2 separate regions of the Lactuca sativa genome follow, and region 1 is linked to region 2. Evidence: chromatin contacts called from public Hi-C data. All regions are on one chromosome and are shown on one strand. Each heading gives the region's core, a stretch centred on a gene start, on an enhancer-like site or on the middle of the called end of the contact. The rest is flanking DNA. Distances are from core to core; before and after follow the strand shown.

Region 1 (5,938 bases), core at 171-2,670, 170 kb after region 2:
CTTTTTAGTGATTTCTGATACATATTTACCTTGATAAAAAGCTTGTTGGAGCTCTAACTCACTCGGCTTTCTCGACCCATCACCCGCATAAGTTCCCGCACCATAAGACGATCCACCCTTAACTTCATCAATTTCAAACATTCCACTCCCAAATGTGTATCCAAGTGGCACATATAACATCCCATGATGCGCTAATTGTGTTATCGCCGTTAACCTACATCCAAGTAAACAGTATCAGTATCAGCAACAACTGCAGTGTGACAGTTTCAATTTCAATGTAGACTGGCCCCACTGGTCAGACAGCTCAGAGGTTGATGGAAAAATAACTATTTTGCAGACTGCATAAATGAAATGTGTTATCTTACGCTGTGAGTTCTTGGCCGCCGCCATGGAAACCGGTGCTCCAAAAGATTCCGGCGGGTTTTCCGGCGAGTGCTTGGGTTTCAAAGAGATCGTTAGTGGAATCAAAGAAAGCTTTACATTGAGCTGCCATTACACCAAAACGAGAAGGAAACCCAAATAGGAATCCATCAGCTTCTGTAAGTTGTTCTGGTTTAATCACTGGCACATCATCTGCTTTAGGAGGAGCCTTCATCTTTTCTAATACCAAACTTGGAAGTGTTTCAGGTACCTAAACAATGTTACAAATAAAATTAATATTTTACTTCGTATTGATTTGTAAAAACTAAAAATTATAAACCTGCCAAAGTGTTGCTTCGATTCCCTCGATGGAATTTGCTCCTCTTTGTATTTCTCTAGCCATGTACTCAACATGTTTATGCAGGGAGTAATAACTGGAACAAAATTAACAAAATTCAAATTGATCAAACACATAAAGCAAGAACCTTGAAATAAAACACTCTATGTATTGTGTGTGTATGAATCATAATTTAAGAAAAGGTAAAAACTATAAATTTACTCACATTATATAGACCTTGGTGATCGCCATAGTTGCATCTGAAGGAATAAAAACAGATAAACAGCAATAGACTTTAGTAAAGAGTGCTGTAAATTAATCCGTGTTGGCAAATTTCCAAAAAAACCCAAATCCAGTTTGAAAATATATTTATGGGTTTGATCTTAAAAAAGAAAAGTTCGGGTATATAAAATTAACGATGATGAAAGTATTGATTTCTTTATATATAAGCTAGATGTTGAATTATATATAGTAAAGGCAACTGGACATCTAGGGATTAAAAGAACATCATACAGAAGAATCATTGATTGAGGCATTTCATCGAATAGTTGGAGTGCGGAGTAATAAATATGAAGGAGAAGAAAAACTTACAGATGAAGATGAAGAAGGCTTAAAGAAAGTGCAAGTTGAGAAGAAAAGGAAGGTGATCATAAGAGAAGGTGAGATGAGGTTCGTATGTATCGATAAGTTCATATTATCCATAGATTAGATAATCAAACAAGGCACGGGTCTCTGTCTTACCGGTTTTTCTTTTGTTATCCGGAAGATATTATTTTACTCACCGAACACAAGACGGTTGTTGGGAGAGGCATCTTCTTTCTGTGTGTTGGGGTGTGTTAATTACTTAATTTTAGAATAAATTACTGTTTTTACGAAAACTAGTTACAAGAGGAAATGACCTTTTGATATTTTAATAAAAAAGCCTACTATTTTTACGAAAATATTTATATCTTTATTTTTACGAAATTTTTTATATTTTGCAAAACAATGCATAAATTAATTTTAGAACATATTACTACTATTTTAGTCAATGAGGTATGCAATTTTCTGCAGCTTTGATCATAGTTTCGAGAAATTAATACAAAAACGTATGGTTTTCATATCCAACACATATGACATATGGTCCATATTCCATTGCCCTTGATTTTATATGTATTAAATTATTCATTAAAATGACTATATTAAGAGACCAATCTACCAATATAACAATATTGCCATTTTTTTTTAAAATCGTAGATTGAATGCCTAAATCCGCGAAAAGGTCATTGGATTTGAGGTTGCTTTTTCTAAAATGAAAAGAGACTAAATAAATAAATAAGTTCAAGAATTCAACGTTTTTCTTATTTAAATTTTCAGAAATTTAATTAGACTTAGATCACTATAAAAATTGAGTATTTTTTTTTTTTGAATGGCAAGCAGAAATATATTATCAAAAAATGAAAGTTTAAGCGAGAAGCTCAAGTCTAAGTACAACAAATGTTTGAAATAGGAAACATACACTAACTAAACCAATCAATATAATTCAATTTGGCTCGATGTTTGATCCAACTAAAAGTGCAAATGCTAATGTCATTCGCTATAATCATCATTGTTATGTTGTTTCGAAAAACGATTTCATTTCTCTTCTTCCATATAATCCACAAAGTTGAATGCATAAGAGACAACTTCAACTTAAGCTTCCTCTTGTTTAGAGCATTCGAGCTTATCATATCCCTTAAATCACTGCAAGAAGAGGACTGATGATGAAGAATTGAGGACCAACCCACCAACTAAGCCCAAAGCTACGAAGGGAAAGAAAGTTTAATCTATGTCTTCATCCTGAACTATGCAAAAAGGACACAAAGAAGACAAGATAGCAACTCCACGTTTGAGTAAATGAGAAAAAATAGGAATTCTATTTTGCAACAATCTTCAAATGAAGCAATTTATCCTTGAGGGTATCCAATTAACCCAACATAACTTGTTATTATCACTCCTGCCCGATTCTTCAATGAGCCTTTGCAAACCTTTCATCGAGAATTTACCATCACAATCACCACGTCACAAACCAGCTATCACCTTTATTATTGAATTGAAAACCAGCCACTATACTCATCGGCACCAATAGTTGATTCACTTATCCGCCCCACCCCCCTTCTAATATTCCTCGACTACTCCCATTGCCATCAAGAATCAAAGTTAACAACCATATGTTTTTTTTTTCTATAATCAAATAATTTTTATTTCTATTTAAAGCATACAGATTGGAACACAACTCTGTTAAGGTCAAACCACCACATCAAGCAACTTTCCGAAAAATGTTTTGTCCCTCATACCTACTACCCTTTAAAATAAAGAAGAAATGGAAATACCTATTTTTCCAAGATCCATCCTAATTTGAGCTATACTTGGACACACCCCTTTTATCGATTTTTTAGCCATCGGGTCTCCATCAATTGATTTTATATTATGAATGGACTTAATACAAGAGAACAAGAAGGATTTTTACTCAACTTTTAACCTCGGTCACCACTATTTGGTAAATAGAGCCAAATTTGTCGAATTTAGACACCCAACACCAAGACCTCTATTTTCTTTGGATTTTATGACAACATCCCAAGCAACCAAATATATTTTATTTTTATCCTCATCATCACCGCACAAGAACTTCCTTTTGATACTCTCAAACATGTTAATCACCTTCTTTGGAGCCTAAAAAAAGAGAAAAATAAAAGAACAAAAGGTTGTTAAGAACCGATTTAACAAGCATAAGCCTACCACCAAAAGACAATGATTTCGCTTTCCACATAAATAATTTTGTTTTAAATTTCTCAACCACCGAAGACTAATTTTTAGCAAGTTTCATATTAGCACCAACCAGGAGACCAAGGTACAATAAAGGGAATGAAGCAAGCTCACAACAAAGAATACTGACAAGCCTTTCCGCCTGAAACTATCTACACCTACACCATACACCTTGTTTTTATGCATATTAACTTTTAGACCCAATGTAAGGAAGAAGCAACGAAACACACAGTTAAGATTGATAAAGTTATCTCCCTAACCATTCAACAAACAAAGTGACACCATTGGCATTACATGAGATGGGAGATAGAAATACCATTATACTAAAGAGAAAGCCCTCAAAAATAGTGAAGATCACACCCCGCTTCCACAGGGACATATAGATCTTCTATGAAGATGATGAAAGAAACGGAGACAAAGGGTCTCCTTGCCTAACACCAATTTTAATATCCAATTCTTTAGTAGGAGATCCGTTAATAAAAAAGGAGGCTCTACTAGATGAAAGACATCCATTTATCCATCTCCTCCATTTTCATCCAAACTCCATTTGATCAATGACCGAATCCAAAAATTATCAACTCATTGAATCAAAGGCTTTGTCGAAATCTACTTTAAAAGTTAAAGTCTTTTCTTTACCTTCTTGGACCAAGAAACAATTTGATTAAGTAAGAGTGGACCATCCAAGATACTCTGACCTCTAACATAGGTCGCTAGCTCCGAGCTAATAATTTTATCAAGAAATTTTTTGACACGATTGGCTAGAACTTTAGAGATCACATTATAGAGACAACCCATCAGATTCACCGACGTATAATCATTCAAAGTAATAGCATCTCTATTTTTCGAAATCAATGATATAAATGAAGAGTTGCATCCTCTAGCCAACATACCGAACCTTCAAAATTCGGCATAAACATAATCATGTCATTTTTAATCAACTCCCAAAATTTCTTCAAAAACTTGAAAGTAAATCCGTCCGGACCCGACGCCTTATCATTCCCATAACACCAAACCGTCTCTTTAATTACAAACTTAGAGAATGACCTCGTGAGGGTAGCCCTGTCTCCAGTTGGTAATATTTTAAATTTGTTACTAATCAGTTTGGGACGGTTATTCATCAGTTCGTCAAACCTGGAAGAAAAGAAATTCCAAGCTTCATTCGTGGTATTAGACGACTCATCAACCCAAACACCAATCAATAATCAGCCCATTAATATGGTTTTTTCTTTTATTGTTATTTACCACACCATGAAAAAACTCTGAGTTTTCATCTCCGTAAACATTCCACCTAATACGAGCCTTTTGCTTAAGATCCAACATGCGAATCGATCCAATTCTAACATTCTTTGCTTCTAAGATTGCTTACAAACTATTTCCAAGGAAGAATGAAGTTTATCTTCTACAGCCAGATCTAACTCATTGATCTAAGCAAGGCGCTTATGATACTCCCCTGCTTCTTTTAATCTAGCCTCCGTCCTCCACTTATTTGGATCGTTTTTAACAGCAATGAGCTTTTAAGACAATCTTCTATCAGAAGTTCCCGAAGGCAAACATTCCTCCTAAGCATTTTTTTAACCATCGCATCCATCCCTTCCAACAAACAACCACGAATTAAAGAAGCAAAATGGTGTCATTCCAAAATGAAAACACTTCTCAACCAAAATTATTAGACAATGGTCAGAGAACTTCCTGGGTAAAATAATTACGGATGTCAATCCCCATTTACACATAAAACTCCCACACGCGTAGCTAACAACGAGTACGTCAACTTTTATTCAGGATGTGTCGACTAATTTTCAATTTATTTTTCCTTTTACGGTCCAAAAAGGCTTGCACTGTAATTCTGTATATAACGTTGTGAAAATCATAACTTCTTCATACCAACCCCGTTCTCGACGGTCTTTATATCCACACGTAGCTAACAATGAGTACATCAACTTTTATTCAGACTGTGCCGACTAATTTTCAATTTATTTTTCCTTTTTCGGTCTAAGAAGGCTTGTGTGAAAATCATAACTTCTTCATACCAACTTTGTTTTCAATGTTCTTTATATCGTCGATCTCATATCAAAGAGTACAACAACTTTCATTTATACTCCGTTGGCTAATTATCATTCTATTTCACTTTTACAGATTTGAACATGTATCACTTGTGTTTCGAAACTTAGGGACCAAGTATCGCTTATATACTTCGCATACGAGTTCCCTTCTCGATTGTCTTTATATTGACAGATTCTTATTTACGATCAACCAATTTTAATTTTGATTTTTGTGTCTCACACTTTTATACTGTGTCGCACTAGAAACTTTGAAAAATTATAATTTTCTCATACGGAGTCAAGTTTTGGCATTCTTTATATCACCGAGTTCCTATTTACGAACACTACAACTTTCATTTAGATCACTTGGGGCTAAAAAGTAACCTATCTTTGATTCATTTTTTATGACACATATTGT
Region 2 (6,548 bases), core at 3,170-5,669:
TATGTTCTATGTTTTTGTTTGTTGGTTTCAGGTGTTGGTTTATTCGATTTCTTTTATGTTAGCTTTAGGTTATTCTGACTTTTTAGAAGGAAGAAGACATAAATTTATTTCGTTGTTATTATGTAGTAGTTTTTTCAAATGAACTTGTATTTCAGATTCTATGATTTATTTTTAAGATCTTTTGACATCTTGAAGTGGAAATAAAACATAAACTTTGTTCATGTTGGATATTTCTTTGCTTAGCTTTTATAACTTTATTTGTTGATTTTAAAATGTTTTCGGATGAAGCATACAAATCGAATGAAATATCAATTTTATTTAGCGACAATGATTTTTTCACAAAATATTGATTATTGTAGAATATGAGATGCTTTGGTTTCAAAAAAAATGTACGAATGCATTGTTTTAGGTGATTTATGTAGGTTTTTGTTGGATGATTTGTTTGATTATAAAGTTTATGACATTTTTGATCTATAAAATTTTTATTTATAAGTTTTCTCTATGATACGGTACATATATAAGGGCATAAAATTTTCATCTCGTCCCGGGTAGCAAAAAACAATGGACCGGCCCTGCATAAAAGCTCCAACACCACAATTACACTGGTCACACAAGTCTCAACTCGTCCTAAATAGAAGCACATTATCATAATTAAAATCAATTCAAACACAAAATCTATCCTTATTTTAATAGGTAGATATACATACTAAATCATTTCAAAAAGGTTCTAGCCAAAATAAATAATACGGACATGTATTCTTGGGCAATGAATTCACCTTGATAACCTTGAATAACAACTCTTTACTCCCGAGAGTATCATATCCTTTGATCTCCTATAAGTCAATACAACTAATAGTCTAATATATAATGCTTACATATCATCTAATGTATGTTATCACCCGTTTTCCTACAAGGATTTGTATGGCCTAGAAAATTTATTGTATAGTTTGTACCTTCATCTGATGTGGTTTACAAAATGTCTCATACAAATATACCATTCATTTTAAAAGGTTTTCTTACAGAAATATTATAAGGTCAAAAATGTGTGTGTGTGTATTGTGCTCATGTATAGGCATACAATATTTTACGGCTATTATAATCTTCCCCAAAATATATTAAATGTACAAGGGTTCGTTTGGTATGACCATACAGTCGGAGTTGATGGCAAAAACTCCATCAACGACCATTATAGTCTTCTAATTTGAATTCTAATGATATATAATGATTAATTGTAGTTTAAAGTGAATAGACGCAAGAACTAAGTTATTTACCAAGAGATCCAATTTAATGACAAGTTATGTTTACTAAAACTGAACCCAAAACTGATTTATCGATTGTTAGAAAATTAGAACCTAACCCAACCGATAACAGTTTCTCAGTTTTCAATTTTTTTTCCAGGTTCAATTTTAGACTCGAACACGGGACCTCAAGGTCTATAAGCAACACATTGAACCAATAAACCTAGAAGCAATTTATGATATGACTTTACGAAACACGTATATATCCATATAGTATGTATAGAAAAAATATATTTATAAATTCGCTGCGATTTGGTTTTTATCGATTTTTGCATTTTCTAAAACCAAAATCAAACCAGTATTTTATTTTTTTTAAATCAAATCACAATCATCGTTTTTCGATTTCGGCTCACCTCTATCATATATAGTTTCTCCCTTATACTTCTTGGACTTGAAAATAACATTATTTTGAAAATTCCATAAAACATTATTACTCCATCTTTCTACTTTACAAGTGTCAACTAAGACAATTATGTTGTGTTTTTGTTTGATCCAACATTACTTTGACAAGTTTTTACGTGAAACGAACACAACATGATACAATACCGTGTTCTTTATATTAACATAAAAACGACTTAATTAAGTTTTGTATCGTATATATTTGTGATGTTTGAGATCATATACTGCTTTATCAGAAGTGATGGATTCAAAAGTTTTTGCATATCATATTTGGTTAAACTAACTCGTCATTACAAAAGTGTTGATAGGTAAACAACATATATGATAATCCCTGCCAAAAGTTTGAATACTTTCTCGATCTTATCCCATCACTTTACCATTTATAACGGATACCATCATGTGGCACAGGAACTCCTTTTTGACAATTTCATAAGTAAAAAAGGAAAGATTTTCTCAAACTACGATTGTACCTTACAATCAAGGTTGGGATTTGTTTTTTAGTAACCATCATAAAGCGTATTTCAATTCAGCCTTTTGCCTAACCACAACTTCTTGTTTTTCCTAATCACGATAAAAGATTCTTAACCGATTAAATTTAATAGAATCAAAATCAAATATTTACAAAACCCTCTCTTGAAAACAATTTAATACAACTCTCACAAACAATCATAATATTAAAACGGCTTAAACTATATTTGATGTAGTAACTAAAAACTAGCTGATAGTTGAAAAACTAGCTATTATCTTAAAAGCTAGTTGTTAACTTATAAACTAGCTGATAGAAAATAACGATTACAAAAACAACTGATAAACTACCTGAAAGATATAAATGACATAAAAAATATTTAAAAATATATATTATTTATAATTAACCAATATTTGGAACTTAAAACAAAAAAAAAAAAAAAAAAAAAAAAAAAAACTAGTTTAAATAGTTTTTTTTTTGGCATGACAACTTAAAAAATTCAGAAAAAAAGTTAATTGTGATGCACTCAACACAATCTTAAACAAAAATAATTCAATTTACTATGAAAACATGTTCAGATAACATCAATTAACAAATGATTTCACAATTAACTATTAGTTAATTAATAGTATAAATGATTTAATTCTTAATTAACAACAAAATAGTAATCTAGCAAACACATTATCATATGTGATCAAACTAATATAAAAAGGACAGGACTTAGTCCAATATAATGGACAAAAATTAAACCACGATGTGACGAGTTGCAACCAGGAAACAGATGAAACTTGCTCCAATAGCTAGATTGTGACAACTTTTGGACTCTTTAAGGTTTATATATTACATACTCTATCAATAACTCAAGATCATAACTCAATAACCATTTCAAGATCATAACTCAAGAACTAGGACACAGCTATCAATGACCATTTCACTTGTGGATGTATCCATTTACTCACAATCATAAACACAAATTCTTTCGATTGATGATGCAAATAAATTGTCATCACAAATTCTGAATCTTATATGCAGTTCATACATTATACACAAAAATCCCAACATCAAAACATTCACAGATTACATGGAACCCTAGAATCAACCAATCTTACCATCAGATTCAGATCCATGACATCAATGTGTTCCAAAATCCCCATCATAATCCAGGTCCCCTGCAACCTCCTTAATGACAGAAAGAAGTTTGGAGCACAGTGTGTCAAATCAGTCAGTCTTTCAGACAAGAATTAACACATAAAAGCAATAGAATACCTACTTATGGAAACCAAGATCAATTACAGCCACACCATTAGTTCATAAACTCCAAGATTATGTTAAATTTTATGAAACATCAGAGGAAATTTTCTCAATATGGAAAACACTCTCACAAAACAAGTATGTATTTATTCACTGAACAAGAACTCCAACACAATTAGGGCAAATCAACGAAGACAAAACATAAATACCTCATAAGATTAGCAATCTGCAGCAATCACTCTACCTTAATCATCAAAGATGAAGGTATGACTAGTTATGCACTCAAATCTTCATTTCAAAATACGATCAATCACAACAAAACCACAAACGTCATCCAAAAGACACCCCATGCACGAACGTTATGAAAGCAATCGAAATAGACTCTCAAACTGACTCCAAATTTGTAAAATATACTAGCAAATTCTGTAAACACAGATGGCGTAAAAGTATTTTATTAAAAGATGATCGAGAATTACTGAAACTAAGCGACGAAATACGATTTTTAGGCAAAACGCAAGTCACGAATCTGAGCGATCCAGCTTATCGTTTTTGTTCTTGACGCGCCGCTGATGAACAAAGCTTGCGAAATTGACAGATAGATTCGAATAAACAGAGCTTACCTTTGAGATATTACCATTAATTTCCTGAATCAACGCGACATTTTTTACCAAATTATCAGGAATCTTCGACTGATGATTCTCGTTCACCTGTTGAATCAACAATCGGTTCTGATCTAACACCGATTGCGCTTCCTTAAAACTCTTACTCAGCGTCTCCCAGGCTTCCGTGTCGCACTCCTCTTCGCCTTCGTCTTTCTCCGCTCCGGTCAGCCACCGCTTCACCGATGTTTTATCAACAGAATTTTTTGGCTTCTCTTGAAAAGTCGCCTCCTCTACCGCCGATGAGGAGTCCATTTCTCCTCACACACCAACACCCAAACACACACACACACAGTTTGAATTATATCGCAAATGAGAACGATCGTCAATGGTAAAGAACAACCGACTGTCGAAAAGGCGGTATTTTTTTATTTATTTCGTGCACTTTCTGATAAACTGACGGATATGTTATGCTTTGTGAGATGAGAGTAAATATCAACCATCAGATTTAACATAATTAATGGTGAAGATTTCGTTGTGAGATACGAAAATGACAGGCAGTTAGTTTTCCTTGTCGAAAAGATCGTATAGATCTTAATGGGTTCTGTGATTGGCTAACTTATACGGTAACGCAAAAATATCTTTAAAATATTATGTTTACAAAATTAGTCCCTATACTTTCTCAAACTCACAGGGTTTTCCCTAAACGTTTTAAAAAATTTAAATTTGAGTAAGGATGAAACATGATGATAAATATTTGAGTTTGGAAAGGACTGAAGAGATTAAAAATCAATTTGATGCGTCTATTTTAAACTTTTTAATGATGGGGGCTAATTCACCTCGACGAATATAGAGATGGATGAATATGATAAACCTTAAAATCGAGTGACTGAAAAGGAAAAAAATAATTTTGGAAGACCAATATAGAAAGTGATCCCTTAGTCGAAGAACTTAATAAGAAATTCACTTCGTTAAATTTTCACCATAAACCGACCTATTCTTCATTGGAAAAGGTTCAATTTGGATGTATACGGAAATAAACCAAATAAAAAAAATATGGTATCATAATTAGTTTATGCGTATGTTCTGTTGTCATCTTTTTTGACCCTTTGTCTTTTAATCTGTGGCTCACATTCGAGGTAATTGCTTAACCATAACAAATGAACTAGAGAAGTTTATATTAATATTGTAATGTTATAGTTGTAGAATTTACAAGAACAATCGAGATATATATAGGGCCTAAAGTCAAATACGGGCTAAGCCCATGAAACGATCCAACTCAACTCTAGAAGGCTCTTGTAATGTTCATGTCTCTTATCAAGTTATCCATATCATATATATCTGCTTAAAGATGCTATTTATTAAACAAGCTCATTGTGTTCGGTATTGTCATTTTTTCATTTTTAGGGTTTCTTAGTAGCAATTTTAGTACACCCCCCTTTCCCGTTCTATTGAAGCCAAGATACTATCTGCTATATTCTTTATTTTCATGACTAGGTTATAACTCGTACATTATAAGGAGTTATAAGGAGTGATAAAGTTAAATAGACTACATTCTATAAAATAGTCTTAATTATAAATAATAATAATAATTTAGTTAATAACATTGTATTTCAAATTTTGTTAAGTAGTTTGCTGTTTTTGTCAATAAATATAAGCATGTTTCAATTTCTGTCAAAAATTAAGTATTTTGATATTCCAGTTAATAAATATAAGTATGTTGTTATATAAATGGTACACATAACAGGGAAATTTATGACACTAAAATGTTAAACTCAATTAAACTATTGAAAATATCTATAACAAAGATAAAATTGAAAAAATTAGTCACTGAATCGAAAAAACCATGTCAATCAAAATTGTTTTACCAACAAATCGTATAATCAATATTTTAACAGATATCTTGTTATAAATAGGTAATTTTATTAAAATGTAATTTCATATTAAGAGATAGATTGAAATTACAATGTTATAGTAGAAAGTGATAATAAGAAATTACTAAAAGGAAGATAAATGGTTTTTATATCGACCATGACTTTTCTTAAGATGTAGGGGGTGTTTGACTTATTTTTTTAGGAACCAAAAGTCCTTTTGGCAAAAGTTACAAAATGACAGCATTTCCTGACTTTTCTAAAAAGTCACTTTTCCTTAAATAAAAAATCAAAAAGTAGCTTTTAAAATGGTTTTACCAAACATCTTTTAGCATTCTATCTTTTCCAAAAAGAACTTTTTGCCCCTCAAAAGATAAGCCAAACACCCCCGTAATACAATGCAAGATGCCGAGGAATGAGTTTTTAAGTATCAATATATATATATATATATATATATATATATATATATATATATATATATATATATATATATATATATATATATATCAACATTTTCATACTCAAAGCAAAGTGAAGTTCCCAGCACAATGCAAAGTCTCAAAATTTTGTATTTTGTATACTGTTTAAATTTTTTGTCATAAAAAAACAATTGTAACCTACAAATTAAATATTCAAGAACCATTAAGATAACTCAAAGGTGGGT

The links. A called contact is a pair of places that touch in the nucleus more often than the background predicts.
Region 1: a Hi-C map of seed shows a contact between it and region 2, with 9 times the contacts expected there. The contact joins the promoter of LOC111893172 here to the promoter of LOC111893198 in region 2. A contact is called at or near these places in 3 of 4 Hi-C or Micro-C datasets (leaf and seed).

What each region holds. Positions count from the first base shown.
Region 1 is chr8:110,536,111-110,542,048 of Lsat_Salinas_v11, forward strand. It overlaps LOC111893172 (probable NAD(P)H dehydrogenase (quinone) FQR1-like 3), which reads right to left and starts at 1,421. Exons shown (of 5, transcript XM_023889236.3): 1 at 1,289-1,421; 2 at 924-957; 3 at 701-794; 4 at 366-631; 5 at 1-214. The coding sequence starts at 949.
Region 2 is chr8:110,360,594-110,367,141 of Lsat_Salinas_v11, forward strand. LOC111893198 (protein EARLY FLOWERING 4-like) reads right to left here and starts at 4,420. Exons shown (of 1, transcript XM_023889266.3): 1 at 3,128-4,420. The coding sequence starts at 4,328. The coding sequence ends at 3,933.